Linked DNA regions of Danio rerio: region 1 is linked to region 2. Evidence: chromatin contacts called from public HiChIP or PLAC-seq data. All regions are on one chromosome and are shown on one strand. Each heading gives the region's core, a stretch centred on a gene start, on an enhancer-like site or on the middle of the called end of the contact. The rest is flanking DNA. Distances are from core to core; before and after follow the strand shown. Region 1 holds the start of nsd1b (nuclear receptor binding SET domain protein 1b). Region 2 holds the start of fgfr4 (fibroblast growth factor receptor 4).

Region 1 (4,531 bases), core at 283-2,782, 160 kb before region 2:
AGCAGTAGCATCCTTTTTTGCTGTCCTGCCTAAAGTCCTGAAGATCTTTTAAAGTTACTGTAAGGTGTACTTTGTAAATAAAAAATTTAAAAAATCCAGAATTATATAATATAATATCCTTTTCCAATCTGCCAAACAACAAGTAAATATCCAACCTGATTGCACTGCAAAAAAAAAATGCTTTTCTTACTTAGATTTTTGTCTTGTTTTTAGTCCAAATATTCAAAAATTCTTAAATCAAGAAGAATTTTCTAGGAAAGCAAAACATATTGTCTAATAATAATATGCCAATATTAAGCGAGTTTTTCCATAAAACAAGCAAAATAATCAGACAATGGAGTAAGCAAAATATATCTTTTTCTTTGACATAAGATTATTTTGCTTACCCCATTGGCAGATCATTTTGCTTGTTTTGAGGAAAAACTCACTTAATTTGGGCTGTTATTCCTGAAAAAAAGGCAATAGGTTTTGCTTGTCAAGAAAATTCTTCTTGATTAAGGAATTTTCAGATATTTGGACTAAAAATAAGACAAGAAAATTTAAGTAAGAAAAGCTTTTTTTGCACTGTGTAATCCCATTATTTAAAACACCCACTAAACTTACTCTCTGTATATCTGGTGATCTTGACATTTATATTTGAAAAGATACATTTGTGAACTATTTTATAAAAGAAAAGCTACAAATTGTATTTGTCTATATATTTTTTTATATAAATACAATCTAGATATTAAATTGAAAATGTATTGATGTATCTGATTTTTACACAAAATTAAACTAAATTCCTCAAAGTTTTCAGCACGACTGTAGGTTCGGACGGGTTTACAGTAGTAGGGCCAGTATGGAGAGCCATTTCGAGCATACTCCAAAACATAGGGACGCAGCAATGAAAGCGGCGCACATATATGACAGAGCCAAGCATGAACTCTGACACACACACACACAATTCACACGAAGTAGTAGTATAAGATTCGGCAATGACATACATGTGCAACCCCTAGCGCTGGGTTCATTGCCACGCGTGCTAATCTCATTAATATGTATATCTTTGTATTTTAATACTATGTATCTCCGGGTAAATATGCGAGTTCACACAGGGTTACGCCTGTCTTTTCGTTTAAAAGACAAAAAAACAAACAGAATGTTATACTCAAGGAAACACCGCTGAAATCTTACCATTTGCATGTTGACAAGTGTCATTCATACTGAAACCACTTCGTTTGTGCGCGTGAAATGACCCCTTTTCCCAAATTGTGAAAGTGGATCAAGAAAATCCCAGCCGCAGCTGCAGTAGTAGGCCAGAGAACCTGAGAACACATTCACGCTACCATCACTCTCCAGCCCTACAATATAAAAACACAGCAAAGACATGCATTATAACACTCACGCAGAGAGCAGGCTTCCCAGTGCGCGGTGTCTGAGTCACAGCGTACCTCCGCTTTACGATACGGACGTTGTACTTTTCATTTTCAGTGATTATGCTTTCCTTGCTGTCGACCTGCTCCTGGTTCTGTTTCAAGCCCGTGACTGTATGTGTCTATGAACAGCAGCCAATCGGCACAGCAACCCAGCCCCCTGTGAGAGGAGCTCTCCTCAACTCCTGTGCTTCACTTTATCCCCAAAACACATCCCAATAAACGCTCAAATGCATTTTTAATCGAACATTTCAACGTCTTTTCAACATTTTCCCCAGTTATACGCGCTTTTATAACGGGTTGACGTTTCTGCTATTAATTGACAGCATGTTTCATTGAAGTGATATGACAGAAAATTCTGAAACAAACATAAGTGTTTAACACAAACATTAGGAACATTATTTAAATACGCGTTTTGATTGTAAGTTCAGCGCTCTTGTTATTCAAGATGGAGTCTGCCGTGTGCTGGCACAGGCCACAAAGTGTTAAATTTCGATTTTGAAGTAAGCCTTTATACATCCAAGAAGTTGTAGCTCGCCTTTCAACGACGCTTTTTACATTGTGTTAATGATAACATGCCTCGCGCTCAACGTGTTCTATGCGTTCTGCAGTGTTACTCCATGAATAATGGCAAATTCGTGTAACGTTATATATATATGTATTAGAAGAGGATGTGCGTAATAAACAAGGCACAAACATCGCCAGCAACGCGGCTTCTCCGTCTCATTAAGTCACATCTTCATAAAATGGCATCGAATCTGTTCATTCAGGTTATATTTGGGCGTGTGAACAAATACACCGCGGGTTTGATTTCCTGCTTCTGCCGTTAATAAAACAATTCTGGTGAGAGAAAATGGAGGAGTCGGACATTATGCCGACGACTGTGCCAAGGATTAATGTCGTGCGAGTTTGGCATTTGAGCGATTTAAAGCGACGAACAGATATATTTTTATCCCATTTCAATAAGTGGCAGCGATAACATGTATTTGGGGTAGTTTGCAACATGTCTGTTTCAAATCCTGCATAACTCAAAACTGTTCATCGTCCGGTTAGGGATATTTTAGGGGATGGCGTGTTCAGGGCTTGGGGACTGCCGTCGTATCCACTCGACGCAGTTAAAGATGTTTCTCTCTGTCATCTTTAAGGGAAATCTGCGAAAGATGTCAACACTGGCGTTGAGCTGAGAGAGAAAGTGTTTCAGAGCTGTCTGTGGGCCTGCTGTTGCTGTTTTCTGCTTCGCCTGAACAGCGCCGCACCTGACAGAAAAAAACACACCCGGGGTAGGCTAAGTTACAGCAGGAAAAGTACACGGAATTTGCGGACGTTTTTTGCTATTTCTGCGGATAATTTTGGTAAAAATCTGCGGATTTCTGTGGAATTATTTTGGGAGTATCATAACTAAAACCTTAACATGTGAAATATTTAATATTATCTTTTTAACTTTTATTTAATATTTAAAATGCAAATTCAATTAGATCCACTTTATTTGGTAAACAAAGCAAGTCCCTCATACAATATATCTACTAAAAGACAGAAAAAAATACTTTGCAAACTGTATTGTACATCAGATGAACATTCATATAAGTAAATATTACTGTAATTAATAACAAATACTGTATAAATAGATTTACACACATTTACCCAAGTAAATAAACAGAATTAATGATAGGCTAAAAGTTTGTGGAAATCTGCGGAAAATCTGCAGATTTTTAGCCCATCGTTGATTCTGTTTTTTTTAAATGCGTGTAAATTCATATTTATTCAGTTTTAAATTAATTTCAGTAATATTATTGACTAATATAAAATATTTATATGATTTATTTACAATATAGTTTGTAAAGTAATATTTTCTGTGTTTTAGAAGATATATTATATGAGGGACTTGCTTTGTTTACCAAATAAAGTGGATCTAATTGTATTTGCATTGTAAACATGGTTTTAGTTATGATACTCCCAAAATCATTCTGCTTAAATCAGCAGATTTTTACAAAAATTCTGCACAGAGATAGAAAAAAAATGTCTGCAAATTCAGTCTTGCCCTACTTATAGCCTAAACATTCTTGTGAAAACATAGGGCAGAGTGGGGCACATTTTTTTTGGTTTTGGCCAAATAATGAACAAATTAATGGGGTTAGATAAAATATAACACACAAGCCTCTCCTGCAGTGCATATGTGAATGAGTGTATGAGTGTTTGTAAGGTTGCAGCTGGAAGGGCATCTGCTGTGTAAAACATATGCTGGATAAGTTGGCGGTTCATTCCACTGTTGCAACTCCTGATAAATAAAGGGAAAAAGCCGAAGGAAAATTAATTAATGAATAACCCTTTAATAAATGTATATATCAAAAATATACTGCTCAAATAATAAAGGAAACACTTGGAATTGCTTTGCGTTAAGTGTTCTCTTTATTTTTTTGAGCAGTATATGTCATATAATGTCTCTATTTTTAACCTTAAATCACTTTTAACATTGAATATCTCATGTTGGCCTAAGGCAACGCAGTGGCGCAGTGGGTAGCACGTTCGCCTCACAGCAAGCAGGTTGCTGGGTCGCAGTTGGCGTTTCTGTGTGGAGTTTGCATGTTCTCCCTGCATTCGCGTGGGTTTCCTCCGGGTGCTCCGGTTTCCCCCACAGTCCAAAGACATGTGGTACAGGTGAATTGGGTAGGCTAAATTGTCCGTAGTGTATGAGTGTGTGTGTGAATAAGTGTATGTGAATGTTTCCCATGGGTTGCGGCTGGAAGGGCATCCACTGATTAAAAACTTGCTGAATACGTTGGCGGTTCGTTCCGCTGTGGCAACCCCAGATTAATAAAGGGACTAAGCCAACAAGAAAATGAATGAATGAATGTTGGCCTAATGTGTAATAAACAGTTATTCAAGAGTTCACACTTAGATATTGCTTGACAGCTGTAAGCAGGTTTGGCATGCTGTCCCGGGAGAGAACCCTGAGCTCGGAGATAGTTGAGCCCAGGGCTCCCGCCAGGTCCATAGAGCATGTGAGGGAAGTACGAGATCAGGTGGTTCTCGAGAGCTCCCCTTTTTGTAAAGGAGAAAAGGAGGAGAAAGGGGGTGGATGGGGGGTTTCTTCAAAAAACGAAGATAAGGGAGTAATGTCT
Region 2 (4,786 bases), core at 204-2,703:
TGTTTTGTTTTATACATCTATATATTTGCATATACAGTTGAAGTCAGAACTATTAACCCCCTTTTGTATTAGTTCTTAACTATTTCCCAAATGATGTTTAACAGAACATGCAGGGAAATTTTCATAGTATGTCTGATAATATTTTTTCTTCTGGAGAAAGTCTTATTTGTAATAATAAATATCTATAATTTATGCATATAAACTATATATAGCATCATTTACGATCATATTTTGTATAGTGAGTCAAACAAATACATAAATAAATATTTAATATAAAATAAAATACAATATTATTATTATTATAACTTAATGTTGTGTAATAATAATAATAATATTATAAAAAGAAAATATCCACCACCCTCAATCATGGAGCAGTACAGCAGTCAAATGTAAGAAGAAAATAATAATAATAATAATAATAATAATATATATATATATATATATATATATATATATATATATATATATATATATATATATATATATATAATTATTATTATTATTATTATTGGTGTAAATTTATTTTAAGACATTTAATTATTTAAAATGTGAAGTTTACATTGAGCGAAGGAAGATTGAGCAATATATATATAAATATGAATAAATATATAAATAAATATAAATAAATGAATAAAAGTAAAAAGGGTGCATTTCAGGACTTGAAAATCACTAAATTCGCCCCTGTTTATTTTCTGATATAATATTAATTGTTGTTGTATTGTTATTGCTTTGAAATATTATTATAAATTGTTAATCAATCTGTCTTTGAATTTTTGGGGATCTATACGGGTTTTATGTAGCTTACACTGTAAAAAATGCTGCGTTCCACACAATTCATTCATGTTGTCCCAACACAAATCAATTAAGTTCAGTTAACCTTTCTTTCTTTTTTTTTTTTTTACAAATTTAAGTTGATTGAACATAAGAACGTTTAAGTTGTCCCCAAAAAACGTAAGAAGTTTTTTAACTCATTTTAAATAAATATTTTGAATAAGCAGCAAAAGCCATTTTTGAGTGTATATTTGTTCTGTATTTTTAATTGTGTTAATTCTTTTTCACTTGAATAAAAATAAATATTAGTTTTATTTATTTATTTATTTATTTATTTATTTATTTATTTATTTATTATTTGTGTGTGCTTTTCTTAAATTTACCAATGACCAGGGAGTATAACCGTCCACAAAATAAAAAATAAAAAATTCTGATCCTTAAAAAAATCAAATATTGATATAAATTTGTCACAGATTGCTGTAATTCTCATAGAATACATTTTATATCATTGCTTATAATTTATATCTAATTATAATATAATATCGATAGACCTCACTGCTGGGGTCTGCCTCTGGGGATTTGTTTTTGTGGGTGGGGGATTTAACACCCCCCTCTAACCCCCCTCTCTCTCTCCCTCAGATTTTAGTCCATTGTTGTGAACCTTCCCCTCAGAGTGCTGTTGTCTCCCACTGCCAGAGAGACGCATTGCTCTGAGCAGAAAGTTGCCAGACAGACGCTCTTCAGATTTAAAACTCAACTAAACTGTGGAGCAAATCATTCTACAGGAACAGAGAGTGCGAGAGCTGAACTGCGGTCCACTGTCACTGCGCGCAAACCACAGCATTCACGTGAAATAACACAGAGGCGCGCGGCAGAGTGATTGTTTCTGGATGATTTTCAACGGACAGTCTAAAGCTGGAGTTTCTTTTCATTTTGAGAAAGAAAAGGAGACTAAATCATAATTTTTTGTGGATATATAGAGCGGGTTTTGGAGTCGGTAGCGCTTACGAGCACAGCGCGAGAAGCGGAGAAGCTCATCAAAGGAAAGCAGCACTGGACTTTGAATCCGAAGATTAGCAGTCTTACCCTTGTACCATCCGCGTATTGGTTTTGCTTTTTAAATGGATTTACCAGAGTAGTTCAGGCTTTACCAAAAGCTGCGCATTGGATTGACCGATAAATAATCCCGAACCTGTGGGAAAAGGGGCACATGAGTGTCTCGGGGGCCACCGCGAACCAAGGGTACTAAGTACTTCTGGTGCCTTATTGAACCCGTACGGACCGGGCAAAGGGCACAGGAAAATAGGTAAAAAAATATTATTTGAATGTGGTGAACTTGGGTCAGATTTGTTGCATAAAAATGATTTATAGCTATGCATGTTCCTTAAATAATCGGTTGTTCAAGTTAGTTATTAAGGCTGTTTTGAATGAACGTACTAGATAAAACACTGTTTTGTTCTTCGCTTGCGCTTATTTCTGCGCGGTTTAGGAATTTGGTAGCCCATAAAAATATAATGCACTTATGTTAACTATTGATTAAATGAAAGTCCGACTTTTCATATATAGCTCTTGTTTATTTTTCTCTCCCGGTTTAGGTTTACTTGCGACTTTCATTAACACCACCAAGTGGTTTCACACTTGTAAATGGATTCATTTAGCTTAACCAAACTCTCACCCCGGTGTGAAATTCTCCTATGTTTTGAGATCACATGTGTCTCCTCGTACCCGGAGAGCCTGACGTTTGCTATTATTTACCTCTCATGCTGAGCAAAAACAAGTATTTTAGATGCACACTTGGAGTAAGCACATACGTGTGTGTGTGTGTGTGTGTGTGTGTGTGTGTGTGTGTATGTATATATATATATATATATACACAAACAACGTAATATATCAGCTATAAATTTAAATAATTATGCTAATTGTTGAAGTCATATATGTTCCGGATCCAATTCCGGGGTTTATTTATAGAAACGACCCATTGCAAGCACGTTGTACAGGTTCCATTCATAAACAACTTTCCTTAAGTGCTGCGCATTCGTACCTAAGGGTTATTCATGTCCATGCGGGAGGTGGACGATGTCCAACAATGATTTAGGTGTACAATGGGACATTCATTTTCAAATGCGGCAGGGTTGGGATGTGCAATGCATTATGCATTTATGTCATTTTAAAGGTTCATCTTTCACAATGGCTTCCGTGAATTGTAAATCAGCTCTTTTTTCTCTCAGGTTTGTGACTACACAGAGGTTGCCAATGCCTGGAGTCAGCATTTGAAGCTGACCAGCTGTCTCTCACACTCACAAACATTACCTCAGCAAGATGTTGAGCATCTTAAAGGTTTTCATTGCCATCTGTTTCATGGAACTGGTGTGCTCAAGAAGCATAACATCCGGGGAACCCAGGGCAAAAGGTATAGTTTTTAATTAAAATCAGTATACAAGTACACAATATGTCATTTGCAAAATAAATTGTCTTTAAAATAATTATGTTGTAGTTAACTGTATAATCTGACCCACTGCAATGCATGGTTTGAATATAATGAATATTTAATATATGATTAAGTGGAGCCGATTGCACAGAATTTAAGTCCAGGGGAAGTTGGAAAGGATGTAATCGTTTAGAGAGTAAAAGAATCCCAGTATTTTCTTGAGCCATAAACAGTGCTACCTGATCCTGCCAAAGCCCTGAGGCTCGGAAGTGTAAATCTGTCTGGCCCAGTGCCAGTGACAGGAGATTGTGGGATGTTGGGGGGTGGGAAAGATGGATCTCTTATTCAATTGTACAAACAGGGGGTTGTCTAGATTTTGTACCTGCCATGGAGGTATGAGATTATCTCTGAGAGCTACTAAGACTTTCATGGACCTGAGTTTTTTTTTTTGTGTGTGTGTGTGTGTGTGTGTGGAAAAAGTCTCATGTATACAAATCAGAGGATTTCCTTAAATCACATCATTAGTCATTAGCCTTGTCTGTTGGGCTGTTGATACTCTTAGCTTACGTGCACTGTTTTGAGTCAAAGTGAATGAAAGGAACAGATGTAGATCCTTGTGAAGACTGGGGCAAAGTGTTCGTTAAAATCATCTTTCTCTAAACACTTGTGAGCTACGTACAGAGCTTGGAAGGTGATAAAGGTTGCAAAACCCTGTGGTGCAGCCCAACAATGCCCCACTAAGTTCCTGCCAAGAAAAATTAAAGTCACTTGACAACTGTAAGACTTTAATGGGCAGAGCCACCCAGGCAAGTAAGAAATGCAGAGCTAAGAACAAGAAGAGGCAGAAATGAACTTGTTTAGTAGGAAGTACAAATACAAGCATTTCATAGAAATAATTTGATTTATCTACAGCTAATGAGTATTTTCAATTCTGAAAATATGTCTTTGTGAGTTCACCGATAGTGTTTGGGAAAGTCTGCATGGGTTTGAAAGTTCAAATGATGATATGTGCCCCTACAAAGTGTGTCCTCAAGAGACTTCTTTTTATGTAATGTTTGCCAGTTCATCTATTCAGCCTATTTTTAGTGGGCGCATGTGTTTTGTGTGTTTTGTTTAGCGTGTCTTTATTTTCCAGTTGACCATTCGCACCCTTTTCAGGGTCAGATACGGGCCAGGCTCTAGTTTTATTCATCGAAGTTCATTAGTGTATTGGTGGGAGAATGTTATGCTTCAGTGCTGGAGGTGACATTGCTTGGATAGGGGGCGTTCTTCACTCAAATGCTCGAAATCACATTCACCTCTAGGCCACAAGGAACACTGCTGTGAAGTCAAAGTTAGGTCATTCTCAGCCGAGAATTGTGTTTCTGTCCTCTCCTTTGTTTGTGGCTTTGTTTGCCTGATTTGCTCTAAAACAGTGGTGATCTTTGTGAGAAAGGCTCTAGTTAGTAATTAGCGTGGAGTTATGTTAATTAGACATGTTTATTAAATGTGGTTTATTCTACAGACTAATTACACCAGAAATGTTTGAAACCTCATTTTTTACTCCAGCAGATATCAGAGTTTCACGACACATACTTACTCCTGGAT

Evidence for each region. HiChIP or PLAC-seq counts read pairs in DNA pulled down with a chosen protein or histone mark.
Region 1: a contact with region 2 is called in an H3K4me3 HiChIP or PLAC-seq map of gastrula embryo, with 6 times the contacts expected there. The contact joins the promoter of nsd1b here to the promoter of fgfr4 in region 2. A contact is called at or near these places in 2 of 18 Hi-C or Micro-C datasets (caudal fin and embryo) and 2 of 4 datasets of contacts at active chromatin or transcription factors (embryo and gastrula embryo).

Annotation. Positions count from the first base shown.
Region 1 is chr21:41,012,061-41,016,591 of GRCz12tu, reverse strand. It overlaps nsd1b (nuclear receptor binding SET domain protein 1b), which reads right to left and starts at 1,532. Exons shown (of 23, transcript XM_073935469.1): 1 at 1,431-1,532; 2 at 1,174-1,304.
Region 2 is chr21:40,852,685-40,857,470 of GRCz12tu, reverse strand. fgfr4 (fibroblast growth factor receptor 4) reads left to right here and starts at 1,453. Exons shown (of 20, transcript NM_131430.2): 1 at 1,453-2,077; 2 at 3,000-3,181; 3 at 4,751-4,786. The coding sequence starts at 3,091.